Regions from separate parts of the Mus musculus genome. Here all the other regions are linked to region 1. The links are chromatin contacts, called in public Hi-C and promoter capture Hi-C maps. All regions are on one chromosome and are shown on one strand. The core of a region is the stretch at or near the end of the contact, and the rest is flanking DNA. Distances in the headings are between cores, read along the strand shown. Region 1 holds the start of Chst14 (carbohydrate sulfotransferase 14). Region 2 overlaps Ivd (isovaleryl coenzyme A dehydrogenase). Region 3 has its middle 29 kb from the start of Gm39914.

Region 1 (4,443 bases), core at 1,232-3,731:
TCCAGCCCTCATTCCCTTTAAGGACTAATCCACGTAGGTGTGCTATGTACCTGATGCCACATTGTGTATCCCTCTGGTCTGGAACTCCCTGTATATACCAGGCTGGCCTCAAACGCACAGAGACTGTCTTGGATTAAAGGTGTGTACACTCTCTTCCCCTGGCTGGTGCCATTCTTGACAGGCCTTGCCTTTTAAATGGCATCTTAGAAACTGAGTCTGTGAGCATATTAGAATTCCCAGAGGACTTCATGGTGTGACAGGGGCCACTGGACCTGTTTAAGCAGGTTTAGTTACATTGTCTTGTTGCAAGCTTTCTCTTTTCACCTGGGAAAACGAGCATCTAGGAGTCTCCCAGCACCAGTGGGAACTGTGGGGAATTACAGAGTTGCTCATTTTGTATATGAAAAAGCTTTATTAAAAGTTAGCCCTTACAAGGATCCTATTAAAATATACACATTTTAAATAAATGCATTAGACAAGTGACAGCCAGATATATGGGCTGTACAGTCTCACATAGTCTCCAAAGGTTTGTAGGGAAGGGAGGCTTATTGAAGATGCTCCAGGAGCCCTAGGAAGAGGTCAGGCACAGGCGTCTTTGGATGCTTGAGGGGCTGGGCTTTAGAGCTTCGAGGTAAGGGCCCCACTTCCGTTTCTCTTTCCTTAGAAAAATGATTCAGACCTAGCAAGAGGAGGAAATGTAAAAGTCTGGAGTAGAATTGCACACATTTCATTTCTAAGGCACCACAGCTCACTCCAGTCCTGAGGTCCATGGGATGGGTGAATAGGGGGTCACAGCCATTGGTCCTAGGCATGATCATGTGCTTGGCTAGTGTCATATTTGGGATTTGGCCACAGGTTAAATTACAACAGACCAGGTGGACTGCATAGACCCAGCAGCCAGGGGGCTGAAGTCAGTCTTTCGATCAAACATATGGCTTTAATAACCACTGGTGCCCTGCAGACACGGATACCACAGGCCCCTAAGAGAGGCAGTTCACCAGTGAAAGCAGCAGGCCTCCTTTCTAGCTCTGTCCTCTGAGCCACTGTGGACAAGGACCTCCAAGGACAGTCCTTACCACTGAGATATGGAGACACCTAGAGAAACCAGGAAGCCACCCAGAGCCAGGAGTTTCTCTGAAAGACATCCCAAAGCTGATATCATTAAACCCAAACTCCAAAAGGTGCTGGCCTACTGTCATTGGTGACAGGCTTCCTTGGTGACATTGGGCAGTGGGTAAGCAAAGAGGGAGAAGTCCAGGATATACTTAGGTAGCACATCTTGAAGCAGGGCCCGTGGAACATTGCACAAGTGGTAATGCAGACTTTCTGGGCTGGCTGGCCGGTACCAGGCCTGGCGAGCTGGGAACCGGACATGGGGTGGGGCCCGCACCCACTCCAGCACCTGGTTGGCATCAGCCTCCAGCCTCTCATAGGAACCCACGAAGTCGTAGTGCACAGCACATGGTTGGCACAGGTGGTACACAGGCATCCAATGCTCATTCATATGTTCAGGATCCTCATCCACCAGGTATCTCAGGAACTCTGGGAAGGTGACATCGTCCCCTGCAGGGCTGGGGCCAGCTCCAGCCCTGTAGCGCCTGACAATTTCGGCCCCATATCGCTGCTGGTACTCTCGGATCTCTCCAAACTTGTTACGGTAAGCAGACAGGAGGCGTTCCAAGGGGTCTCGCACAAACAGGAACTTGAAGTAGTGCTGCAGACGGTAGCGAATCTCCTCAGGCCGCAGGTCTGCCAGAAACACCAAGTCACTGCGGTGGTCCATCTTGAGGCGGACATCCACGTTGTTCAGGATGCCAGCCAGCACCTTCAGCACACGTTTCCAGTTAGAGCAGGCCACTTTGGGGACATAGCAGTAGAGGAAGCGGTAGCGGTCACTTACGAGAATGTGGCGCAGCAGGGTGCGCCGCTGTCCCACCGGCAAGTCCCAGGGGTCCCGGGGCATGCCTGGTTGTCCGCACACGGCCCTCAAGGTCCGGTTTCGGATGTCCTCCCTCACTTGCAAGTCCGAGTCCCCAGCATCCAAGGATAGGCCTCTAGGCTTAGGATCTGTCCCGCTCCAGGCCGCGCCTTTGTGGCTGGGAGGGTGCAGGGGAAGGGGTTTCATCTCCGATAGGATGCCTCGCTCGATCATGAGCAGCAGTCCGCTGGAGGCCACGATTACAGCGAACATCAGCATGGACGGCAGCAGCAGGGGCGGCCCCCCGAGCCCAGCCCGGGCCCGGCCCAATGGGGCCCGCCTTGGCGTGCGGCCCAGGGTCTCCGCGCTTTTCGGGGCAGCCAGTGGGGTCAGAGGGCGGGGAAACATGGTGCTGCGGCCAGACCTCGCCGACCTCGAGGCTGCAGGGGAGGTGACTGCAGCAGGGGCTGGAGGTCTCGGGAGGGGAGGGATAGTGGGTGGCCAGCTCCCGGGGTGCAGGCAGGGACCAGGGCCGGATGTCCCGCCCGGCCGCTCTTCTCTCCCCGCCCCTCCCTGATACAGGCGCGAGGGCGGGCCCACGTTGTGGGGCGGGGAGAGGGGCGGGTGCCCGAGTCCTAGGAGCTAGTTGCGGGAGGCCGCAGGCGGACCCTAGCCCGGGAGAGAACTCATGAGCCTGGGCCACTCCAGACAAAATGAGACCTGGAAAGCAGGAGCTACTGAGATCCCGTGTCTCTTTAACACGTGTCCTCTTGGTGCTCCATTTAAGATTTGCACCCTCCATCCTGCTTTAAACTGCTCTGGAACCGCTGTCCCTCCAGCTGTGACCTGAATGCAGGACAACCCACCACTCAGTCGGTCTAGACATAAAGGAGATCTGTCCTGACCGGAAGCATGGTCCTTAGCCGCTTGTACCAGTCCCAGCCCAGGGCAGGGCCACTCTGTCAAGCTCTGGCTAATGTCTCCATGGTGACATTTTGCTTTAGTAATTCCTAGGGACTAGTGCTTATCTACTGAGCAATGCTGATCTGTCTGTAAAAGGAATCTCCCCTGCCAAGTCTGAAGCAGTAGGCTAACTGGGACACTCTGGTCGGAGGCTATGGACAAGTACCTCGGGACCACGTATGGCCAATATATACTTCAGGACAACCTACAAGTACAACGCAGCAACCACAGAAAGGCCTCTTTGCTTGGAGCCAAGATGTACCCAGTGGCAACAGATTGGTCAGAGTACTTTGAACAGCAGCATACAACTAGTCCCTAAGCACTACAGCTTGACTTCGTGTGGGGCCCCAACAAGGCTTAAGACAACAGAACTGGGGAACAAATCACGTTTTTTTGTTGTTGTTGTTGTTGTTTGTTTTTAACTATTTCCTATAGTCATCAGCCACTTGACAGTAGATTCTGTGGCTGTTCACATTGTATGGACTCTGGGGTAGCTGTGACTGAAGGTTTTGTTGTTGTTGTTGTTTAGGTATGGGTTTCACTGGCTAGCCAAGGCTGACTTTCAGACCCAATTCCTAGTCATGACAGCACATTAGATGGGAGGACGAAGAATTGACTTTGGTACAGGTTATGCCCAGAGGATGATGAAAGGACTGGGTGGGAATGGTGAGACTATGAAGCTGATTAGGCAGATGAGGGGGTCTGAGGGATAAAGTGACGTGTGTGTGTGTGTGTGTGTGTGTGTGTGTGTTGTTGTTGTTCAGAGAGCCACACAGAAAACATGGGGTAAATGTCTGAACTGGGAGGTTCAGTGGCTTTAAAGTTGGATGCTGGGTGCATCTCAGGCCACTTCTGACCCTTCACTACACTGCTGTCCCTTTCTAGGCAGTGTATAGATTTCTGGTGGTGGGATTGCCTGCTCCATTTGTCTGTAAAGTGACACCTCTTAGAACTCTCGTGGGCAGCACACTGATGGCTGTCCATACCATGGGATAGCCTACCCATGTCATGGGGATGAAAGCTCTGATCTCATCACCACTTTTCTTCCACCATAGATTTGGACTTAGCTAGCAGGTGGGGGGGACCTCAGCATCCCAGAATGAGAGGGCTCTAAAGAGGTCAATGTTAGTCCACCAGTCAAATCCTGAAACTGATGCAGTCCTATCCCACACCACAAACGGAGTGCCAGCTACAAGAAACTAAGAAGTTTCTACCCAGCCCCAAGGTTACGATAGAGTTGTCTTCATGCATCTAGATTAACTGCCTTCCACTTAGCACACTGGCCAAGCTAGTGCTGGCAACCCAAGAATTTCACAAACCCAGAAGGCAGCTGTGGCTACCTTGATGTTAACTTCAAGCTCCCATTTCCTGTCTCTTTTCACTTGCTTTTTTTCTGGCTTTGCACCTTCATCAGCCTTAATAAGCACTTCTGCTGCAAGGAGTAATTAACCAGGACTCCTGACACAAGACCAGTGAGCCCCTCCATATTTACACACTAAAATCCAAACCAAATCCCCAAAATAGAAGCACAAAGCCAAACTCAAAACAAAACACACAGAAAA
Region 2 (4,443 bases), core at 1,435-3,934, 43 kb after region 1:
CCCTGGCTACTCCCGGGTGGGAAGGGATGGGGAGAGCAGGGTCAGGCGAAGCCGGCTGGCTCCGCTGTTTGTGCCAACTCTGGATTAGGCCAGGGCTCCGGCCCACCTGTTGTTTCCCTCATCCAGCATGAACTTAGCTACTGAGTACCTATTGCAAGCACTGGCCCTGCTGCAGGTTCAGAGAACTGGGAGGGTTTTGTTGTTACTGTAGGTTTTTGTTTGTTTGCTTGCTTGTTTTGTTCTGTCTCACCACAATGCCTTGGCTGGCCCCAAACATGAAATCCTCCTGCCTCGACCTCCTGAATGCTGGGACTATGGACACATGCCATCGATGGTATCTGGCAGGAAATGATTTTTGACCTCTAAAATCTAACAGTATTATAAGGTGACCATAGAACAAATAACCAATGTTGTCAGCAACACATGGGCCAGGCATCACATGACGCTGCTGCTGATGTTCCCACATAGACAAGTGCAATCCCAGAGCTAGCCCTCAAGTTTACAGCCTAAAGGCAGAGAAATGGGTACATCAGATAATAAAACCCACTGTGCAGGATGGGGTGCAGGATGGGGGGCTGCCTCCGGCTGAGTGCTCTAGTTAATCTAACAGCAACCAGCATCCAAGAAATACTTGGGAGAAATGAGGCTAGCCTCTCTCCCTGAGAGTGGGCAGGCGTACTCGAACTGCCGAGCAGTTCTAGAATTCTAGAACAGCAGAAGCTGTGGCCTGGAGCTGTCCCTTGTTGGAGGAAACAGGTGGCAGGCATGAAGAAGAGAATGCCCACCTTGCCCTTGAACGTGTCGTGCGCCCTTGGATGTTCATGTGCCAAGGTGGGAGGAAGGGGAGTGGGCTGTGGGTGAGGTGGGGAGAGAGGAGAAGAAAGGCTGGAGAGTTCTTCTGGAGGGAGCCTGCAGTGAGGCTTTAGGGGAGGGCACAGCACAGAGCTGGAAGGACTTCCTGGATGGAGAAACCAGCTGGGGCAAAGGCCCAGGCCAGAGTAAGGCAGGGAAGACTGCGTACAACCACAGCTGCTGTGCTCAGCAGCGGAGAGGGGAGTTGCAGAAAGAGTCAAGATAGACCCAAATTGTGTTTGCTTTGCTAATCCTTAGGTCCCCCTCCCCCAAGACAAGGTCTCCAGAGCCCTGTGTGACCTGGAGCTCTCTCTAGACTAAGCTAGCCTTCGAATTCACAGAGACCTGCCTACCTTGCTTCCCAAGTGCTGAGGTTAAAGGCACGCAGCACCATGCTTCCTTATTAACACTGGGTCTAGTGTGTTGCTCAGGTAGCCTCAAGTTCCTGGCCCCAAGTGATCCTCCTGCTTCAGTCTCCAAAGCATCTGGGACAAAGGAGCTCTACTGAGATGTTAGGTCTTTATTTGGGGGGCACTTTCCCAGTCCTTTTACTTAGGTAGCCCAGGCTTGCCTTGAACTGGATATATAGCTCAGGCTGGCCTCAACGTCACTGTAATCCTTTCCTTCAGGCTCCTGAGTGCTTGGGTATACAAGATGCCTACTATGCCCAGTGTAACCTTTGTATTGACCTTAAATGTGCTGGGATGCATGGTTGGCTCCATCAGAGGAGGCTCCATTGTTCTCTCTGGCTCAGGGTGGAGGTGCAGTTCAGCGACCTGGACTGGAAGAAGGGAGGCAAGTTGGATTGGTGTGGAGAAGTCGAATTCTGAATGGCTCTTGGTTAGAGGAAGTAGGTAGAGCACAGTAGGGGAGAGCCCCCACCTTGCATAGTGTGGCTCTGAGTTCCTCCACTGTGGAGTGGAATATAGGCAGAAGAAGAGGCTGGTATGTGCTCCTGCCCTGTCCCCCCCCACACCCCCCATCTATCTGGGGGCTTGTCTAAATGCCTGTTGGATAGTGAAAAAAATATGAGCATATAACAAGATTGTCATAAATGACAATTATGCACATTAAAACAGTATCCTTAGGAGGACCTACAATCGAACCAATCAATCAATAGAGCACTTAGAAGCATGAATAGCCAAAAAGGAACTCCTTACAGATTCAAAAGAAGTTTTGTCCTGGGGGAATGGTACAGGGGGAAGGAGGGGACAGGCTTTCCTCTTCAATAAACTTTTAAAAACTTACATTGTTTTGGAGGGTGGGGAGACGGCTCCCCCGGGTTAGGGGCATTTGTTCATTGAGAGGCCCTTGAATGGGTTTCCCCGCTGCCCACAAGGCAACTCATAACATCGTTCTAGGGAATCCAGCTCCTCTTCTGGTCTCTGCGGGTATCAGACTAACAAGCAGAACACATATACACACGCAAGAAAAATACTCATACACATAAAATAAGTTTTGGAAAAAAAATTACAGTTTTTTAAACTCTGACCATAATTTTTAAAAGAATACCACACTCATCTTTGCTGTTTATGGTCTCCCTGTTTTTGTTTGGCCTTCTTGTATGAGATGGTGGTGATAGTGGATAGTGATCTTTCAATGTTCTCATTTAGTAAAATACAAATTCTGGGGAAATTTCAGTCTTGGAAACCGTGCATCCAGAGCACGAGTGGGAAACTGGAGCGTCCAGAAAGTCACCGCGCCTGCGAGTCCGCGGATGGCCGGTAGGGGTCAGGCGAGCTCCACGCAGCGCTGACTGAGCGGGTCCCGGGAGTCCTCGCTGCAATCGGCCGCCCGCAGAGCTTTAAGGCAGGAGTCTTAAGAAGTGAGAGCACTTTAGATCCGCCATAAGCAGATAACCGATGGCCATGCGGATTCCAGCCCCCACCAGGGCACGCTGTGTGCTAGACGCTCTCTCCACTCTGTGTGCTGTTGCTTTACTCCGGCTCGGGCCCCACCCAGCCTCCCGGGCGTCAGAGCGTGGCTGGCTCACCCGTCGTTCCTAGGTTTGAGCAACTCACCCAGCAGGGCTTTGCATCCTTAAGCAATCTTGCCTTGAGCACTCAGTTGGTTGCAAAGGTCAGGGAAGGAGTGGATGTGTGAAGTGAAGCAATATTACAAGGGACTACCACTGGGATGTGGGGCTAAGACTCTGGTCCCTGGGGAGAAACTCTCTCCAGGCCCAAGTTGGATTATCAGCGGGGTGGGTGGGGGTTGGGAACCAAAACCAAACCAACTCAACCAAACAAAAACCCCCATATAGCTGCCTTAGCCCAGTGTCACTCCCTAGGGAGCCCAGGTGTTTGTCACTAGATTCTGATAAGGCACAAGACCTGGCTACACTTAACACTTCTCATTAGCAGCGTCCCACCCCCACTATTCCCATCCACTTTTCAGACATAGTTTTTATTTTGTCTTTTATTTAAAAACATTTCTTGTGTGTCACATTAAAAAAAAATTCAGAAAAACAATCACATTCTTCCTTTCAGTTGCTATAGCTGGATACAAACAGATTGGGTAATTATAGCTCATGGTTCCAGAGGCTGACTATCAAAAGCATGGCGCTCCCAACTCCAGTGTTCTTCTCTTGCCTGATAACATGGTAGGAGACCTGACACGACAGAGCAGGCACACTAGTTTAAGATTCCCTTTTATAAAGCCACTAAAGTCATTACTACCTAAACCATTAACAAATGGCTGGGACTGAGGTTTTTAACAGGTGAACTTCTGGGGCACACTCTCGTTGGTAGGGTTCCTATGGCATGACTGGGTGACATGTTGCCTTCTGATAACTTATGGAGGTCAGAGGGCAACTCTCCATCCCCCATATGGGTTCTTGGACTCCAACCCAGGTTGTCTGGCTTGGTGACAATCTTGCAGGCGTGCAGGTCCTCTGCCTCATTTTGATCATCTTCTGTGGGTTGTTCCAGGGATCTTCCTCAGCTGGTCAGTGTATCTACTGCATTCATGAACCCCCTCTTAAGATGGGACGGGTGTGGGGTTGCTAAGGTGCTGACTCCACCTGTCTCAGACCTCAGCACTCCACCTAGGCTAAGACTGTTGGGCTGGGAGCCAGGAAAAACAGTCTTTATTTTTGGGAACTCACATGAATGTGGTAATCCACGGCCTGGGCGCTATTTGTGACGGCCCAAGGTTGGGAGGCCCAAGGTTGGGATGTCCCTGTTGCTAGCCCATTAGGATCCTAGCTCCAATTCTGACCTTGAAAAAGTCAAGTATTAAAAGAACAAAACAACCTTGCAGAGTTTGAGCTGGGTGTGGTGGTTGCACGTGCCTTTAATCTCAGAACTAGGGAGGCAGAGGAGGATCTTTGAGTCCAAGGCCAGCCTGGGCTATATAGCTAGACAAATGAAACAAAACTCAGATATGCCAGCTGTGGTGGTTCATGTATATAATTTTGGCAGTCAGGAGGCAGAGGCAGGAGGATTCTGAGTTACAGTTAGACTCTGAATCAAAAGCAACCCCCCCCCAAAAAAAAAACTCTCAAAATCCTCCAGAAACTTAAGACTCTCCTCCTGTCTTCCCACACTTGACACCCCCCCCCCATTTTCTCCCCCTTTCCTTTAAGAAAAA
Region 3 (4,443 bases), core at 527-3,026, 33 kb before region 1:
AGGGAGGTGGCTTGGGGGACTGGAACACACACTAATGTCATGGCTTTGACATCCTTTGCCAGAGCAGGCTATGTTGTTAGTCTTAATAGATCTCTAACCTCAGACATTTTGACCCATTTGGAGACCCAGATGTCATTCACTTGGCATGCAACAGAAACCAACACATTTTTTTTTCTTCTGATCTGTGTACATATGCTCAAATTTAACCCTAACTTTTGACATCTAAAACCTTCATTCTGGGGCCTGGGCTGTAGCTTGGTAGAGCACTTACGTAGCATGCCTGAAGTTCTTGGCTCCATCTGTGACATCCTGGGTTGATCCCTAGCACCACAGAATACTATACTGGTGTTCGTATTTATGGAGGCAGGAGGCTACAATTGGAGGGCAGCCTGGGCTAAATGAAACAAACAAACAAACAAACAAACAAACAAAACACTCACACCCACCCACCCACACACTCAGATAAAAATCAGATCCTAGTAAGCTGATACAAATGTTGGAAGGGTAAGGAATATCTTTTTTCTTGTTTGTTTGTTTGTTTTTTTCAGACAGTGTTTCTCCGTGTAGCCCTGGTTATCTTAGAACTCACTCTACAGAGTGAGTAGGTCAGGCCAGGGCCCCAAACTTACAGAGATCCACCGACCTCTATTTCCTGGGTGCTATTAAGGGTAAGTATATCACAATCAGCAGAGATGCTTCAACAAGAGCAAGATCATTGGTGTTTCCTTAAAAGCAACTTTAATCCCAGCTCAAAGGGAGAGGCAGGTGGATCTCTGTGAATTTGAGGCCAACCTGATCTACATATCAAGTTCTAGGGCAGCCAAAACTACATAATGAGACCTTGTCTTAAAACAAGACAAAAGTAAATCTTCACCTTGGACATACTTAAAATGTTCTGCTTCCTACAGCATGTGGCTGTCAGAGAGGGTATTCTGACCTGAGTGTTAGTTGGTGCCTGTTATCTATGCTCAGACATCTGGTGATTGCATCACCCCACTTGTGAGCTCCTCCTTCAACTTACGAAAGACCCCAGGCTCTGGCATACAGCATGGTAACTGCCACTAATAACAAGGATAATGTCCATACATTCTACACATTCTACATTTGAAAGTAGATCTTGTGTTCTTACCGCACACACAAGGTATATGAGAATGGTAAATATGTTAATTAGTTTGATTGTGGTAATAACGTATATTATTATCATGCCACGCTACACATACATATACACGTGAGCACATGCTTTTATGCGGCAGTATCTCGATTTGTAGCAAGCTGGCTTCCAAATCCTGATCATCTTTCTTGCCTCTGCCTCCAAACTGCCAAGGCCACGGTCGTGCACCCCTACCCTGCTATACAAACTTCTATTTGTCAAGGACACCACAGTATAACTGGGGTTAGGAAGATACCAGGGTTTGCATATCTCCGGAGGAGAACAGGGAGTGCAGACCAACAAAGCAGACCGGCCATGTGTGGGATGGAACAGATGACCTGGACTCTGCTGGGAGAGCCGTTCTTTACCTAGGGAAGACAGCAAACTAACCAGGCAAGGGGCTAACCCTGGAGCAGAGTCAGGACCACCTGACCTGAGAATGGGACAATACAAATTACAACCACAAAATTCCCCCACAGGGGTTGCAGAGGGAAAACCCCCTAGCTAAGGAACTGAAGATAAGGTCAGGGGGCAAAAAAAAGGCAAAGGAGTATTTATCCCCAGAGATAGAGGATGTTTCCAGAAACTGCCTGGGCCTAAGGGTCAGAGTGAAAGACCAATGGGGAAGAAAAAAGGGAACACACAGCAGAGGCAAAACCCACGTGTTGGCTTTGGCTCCTGCCTGTGTCTGAGAAGTAGGGAGAGGGAGAGAGCAAGCAAGGGGTGGGGGTGGGGGTGGGGGTGTAGTTCTTCCTGCTCTCTGCCTTGGCTGCTTTGTTAGGGAAGAGCCTCGGGAGCTGATGGTCCTGGGCTCTCCTTGTTGCTAGCTAACCACATACACACACACACACACACACACACCACCTCCAGCGTCTTTGTGAAGACAATTATGTGTTAACATCTTGAGACAATGCACACATTTAACATTATTTTAGGACACTCATTATTTTCCCAGTCAGTCCCACCACGTGGGTTGCCGGACTAGGACTAAGATTCTGTAGATCAGGATCCTTTGGGTTTGACAGCAAATGCCTTCACCCACTGAGCCATCTTGATGGCCTCCTATGGCTTTTTTTATAAAAAAGACAGTATAATCAATCCAGTGTTTAAGAGAGAAGGTCCTGGAGCCAAATGGCCAGGGTTTAAATCCCAGCTCATCCGTTTGCTAGCTTTGCGGCCTTGGGCAGGAGTTACTAAACCGCTGTGGGCTTCACTTTCCTTGTCTATAAAATAGTTGTGATGACTGCATTTGCTTGGCCTCGAACTCAGAAATCTGCCTGCCTCTGCCTCCCAAGTGCTAGGATTAAAGGTGTGCGCCACCACTGCCCAGCACTTGGAGAGTTTTAAATGAAGATGAAGAGAGATTACACACAATAGGCCAGGACCATCCCTGGCGTGTAGTAATACATAAATGTTTCCCATTTCTTACAGGGTTTGAGGGTTTGGCTTTTCATATCTCCCCAGCTCCCTGGGATGGTCTGTTCTAAATCTTTCCTGCAAGTTGGTGGCCCATAAGTCCACAGGCGGGGATGTGGACTGCCCCTGCTTCAGGCTGGATGAGATCAGTAGCTGCCAGGGCTTAGGGTTCAGCTCCACTCACCCCATCCATTTCTGTCCCTCTTTCTTTTCTCTCTTCTCTTTTAGCTGTGCTGGTGATTGGCCTCAGGGCCTCGTGCATGCTCTACCACTGGGCTACACCCTCAGCTCCATCATTTCTATTTTCTTTATTGGTTGGGGTGATATGCTTCATCTTCTACTTGGCTACACAAAGGTAGAACTCAGTAGAAAGCTTGACTCTTTTTCATTTACTTGCTTACAAGCTGTGAAGCCCAAGTGACTGGTCTAATAGTCCTAACCAGTCACTAGCCTGTTTTAATTACAGTTGTCCTGTCTGGCCTTTTCTAGTGGTTCCTAAATTGTCTTCAGGACTTCGGCCAGTAAAATAGTGTGCAGGCTTATTTTGCGCATGGATTACATAAGGGAACAGAAGCAACCTGGGTGTTTTTGGTATTTTGGTTTACCATTCCAAATCAGATCCCCCCTCTTTTTCCCCCTCTCAGCTTCACCTCCCCCAGGAAGAGGCTGAACTCTCTCACAGTGGCATTTGAATTTGTTCTAGCCTTTGTCACAAAGCTTTGACTAAACACAAAGATCATGGTGGGCACAGTACAGAGGAAATCAGATGTCTCCTGGTCCCACCCCCGTGTTTATCCAAACTGTAAACTTTACCAATTTTTCTTTCCAACAGTGACTTTATGGACCTACCTCAGCAACTGTAACTGAGCTGCTATTTGTGGAAGTTCTGATTTCTATGACAGGAAATGGAATCTCAATACCACAATTTGAGTGGTGTACTTCCTTGATGGGACGCTGCTTCTAATATCTTCAAGTGACTGCATAGCAGACAGATGTGGATATTAATTGATCTACGGACAGATCCAAAATAGCTCATGAAATGCTACGGATACAAATCCAAAACTAAAGGAGAATTTTTGTTTGTTACTTGAGGCAGGGTCTCCTGTAATCCAGGCTGGCTTTGAATTAAGGATGGCGTTGGACTCCTCATCCTTTATGTTTCCATGTCCTGTGTCCTGGGATGGCAGGCAGATTGATTATTACAGCCAGGCACAATAGCTATGTGCAGATATGTGCGGGGTCACGTATGGAGGTCAGAGAAGTTTCTAAGTCAGTTCTATCGTTCCTTTCCTCTTTACACGGGATCTGGGGCTTGAACTCACATCATCAGACTTGTGTGGCAATGGCCTTTATCTGCTGAGCCATTTTCTCCCACTTCTATAGTTATGCTATATGAGTCTTTGGTCTTTGAAGACAAATTTCCTTTTTTGATCCTCATTTTCAGTTCTGTGTGCCACCGTATATTTAATACTTCCCACCAGTCCTCGGCTTGACATTTCTTTAATAATTTTGACAGTCTTAATGAGTTTTTAAGACTGTCTATTAAAGTTATACTAATCAGCATTCTCCAGAGAAACAGGCTCAGCCTGCTATAGGTAGAGTATAGGGGGACTTTCTCACCGCAAATCAGCCCATGTGGCTATGATGCCAAGAAGCTTTGAGATCTGGAGGAGCTAGAGACCCCAAAGCTGAGTCTATAGCTCCGGGTCAGGTCCAAAGTGTTGACAAGCAGAAGAGGAGCTGGAGGTCTAAGTTCCAGCCCCAGAGGGAAGAGAACTCATGGAGTCTGCAAGCGAGGTGAACTCACTTCTCTGAGGGTGAGACCACAGTTCTGTTCATTTGGGCCTTCCACTGATCAGCTCAGAGGCTCACCCACT

What was found. Promoter capture Hi-C pulls out the DNA fragments that hold promoters and counts their contacts. A called contact is a pair of places that touch in the nucleus more often than the background predicts.
Region 2: a contact with region 1 is called in a promoter capture Hi-C map of fetal liver, with 3 times the contacts expected there. The contact joins the enhancer-like site here to the promoter of Chst14 in region 1. A contact is called at or near these places in 4 of 39 promoter capture datasets (the 3T3-L1 cell line, embryonic stem cells and fetal liver), 2 of 484 Hi-C or Micro-C datasets (CD8 T cells and embryonic stem cells), 3 of 115 datasets of contacts at active chromatin or transcription factors (embryonic stem cells and pancreatic cancer cells) and 3 of 9 other capture datasets (adipose tissue, liver and pancreatic islet).
Region 3: a Hi-C map of bone marrow-derived macrophages shows a contact between it and region 1, with 81 read pairs. The contact joins the enhancer-like site here to the promoter of Chst14 in region 1. A contact is called at or near these places in 20 of 39 promoter capture datasets (the 3T3-L1 cell line, 3T3-L1-derived adipocytes, the C10 cell line and 12 more), 1 of 15 datasets of contacts at CTCF or cohesin (CD8 T cells), 17 of 484 Hi-C or Micro-C datasets (the 3T3-L1 cell line, CD8 T cells, the G1E-ER4 cell line and 11 more), 12 of 115 datasets of contacts at active chromatin or transcription factors (CD8 T cells, the HPC-7 cell line, acute myeloid leukemia and 6 more) and 3 of 9 other capture datasets (adipose tissue, liver and pancreatic islet).

The regions. Positions count from the first base shown.
Region 1 is chr2:118,924,535-118,928,977 of GRCm38.p6, reverse strand. It overlaps Chst14 (carbohydrate sulfotransferase 14), which reads right to left and starts at 2,481. Exons shown (of 1, transcript NM_028117.3): 1 at 393-2,481. The coding sequence starts at 2,326. The coding sequence ends at 1,196.
Region 2 is chr2:118,881,717-118,886,159 of GRCm38.p6, reverse strand. It overlaps Ivd (isovaleryl coenzyme A dehydrogenase), which reads right to left. Exons shown (of 12, transcript NM_019826.4): 12 at 3,251-4,443. Among named protein-coding and RNA genes, the nearest start is that of Gm32798, 3.8 kb to the left of the region's middle. Within about 2 kb of position 2,684, at least 150 of the 459 cell types and tissues checked have an H3K27ac peak or open chromatin away from gene starts, as enhancers often do. A contact at or near this core is called in adipose tissue, fetal liver and pancreatic cancer cells, where this site is marked.
Region 3 is chr2:118,957,159-118,961,601 of GRCm38.p6, reverse strand. No RefSeq gene overlaps it. Among named protein-coding and RNA genes, the nearest start is that of Gm39914, 29 kb to the left of the region's middle. Within about 2 kb of position 1,776, at least 28 of the 459 cell types and tissues checked have an H3K27ac peak or open chromatin away from gene starts, as enhancers often do. A contact at or near this core is called in the G1E-ER4 cell line, the HL-1 cell line, acute myeloid leukemia and 3 more, where this site is marked.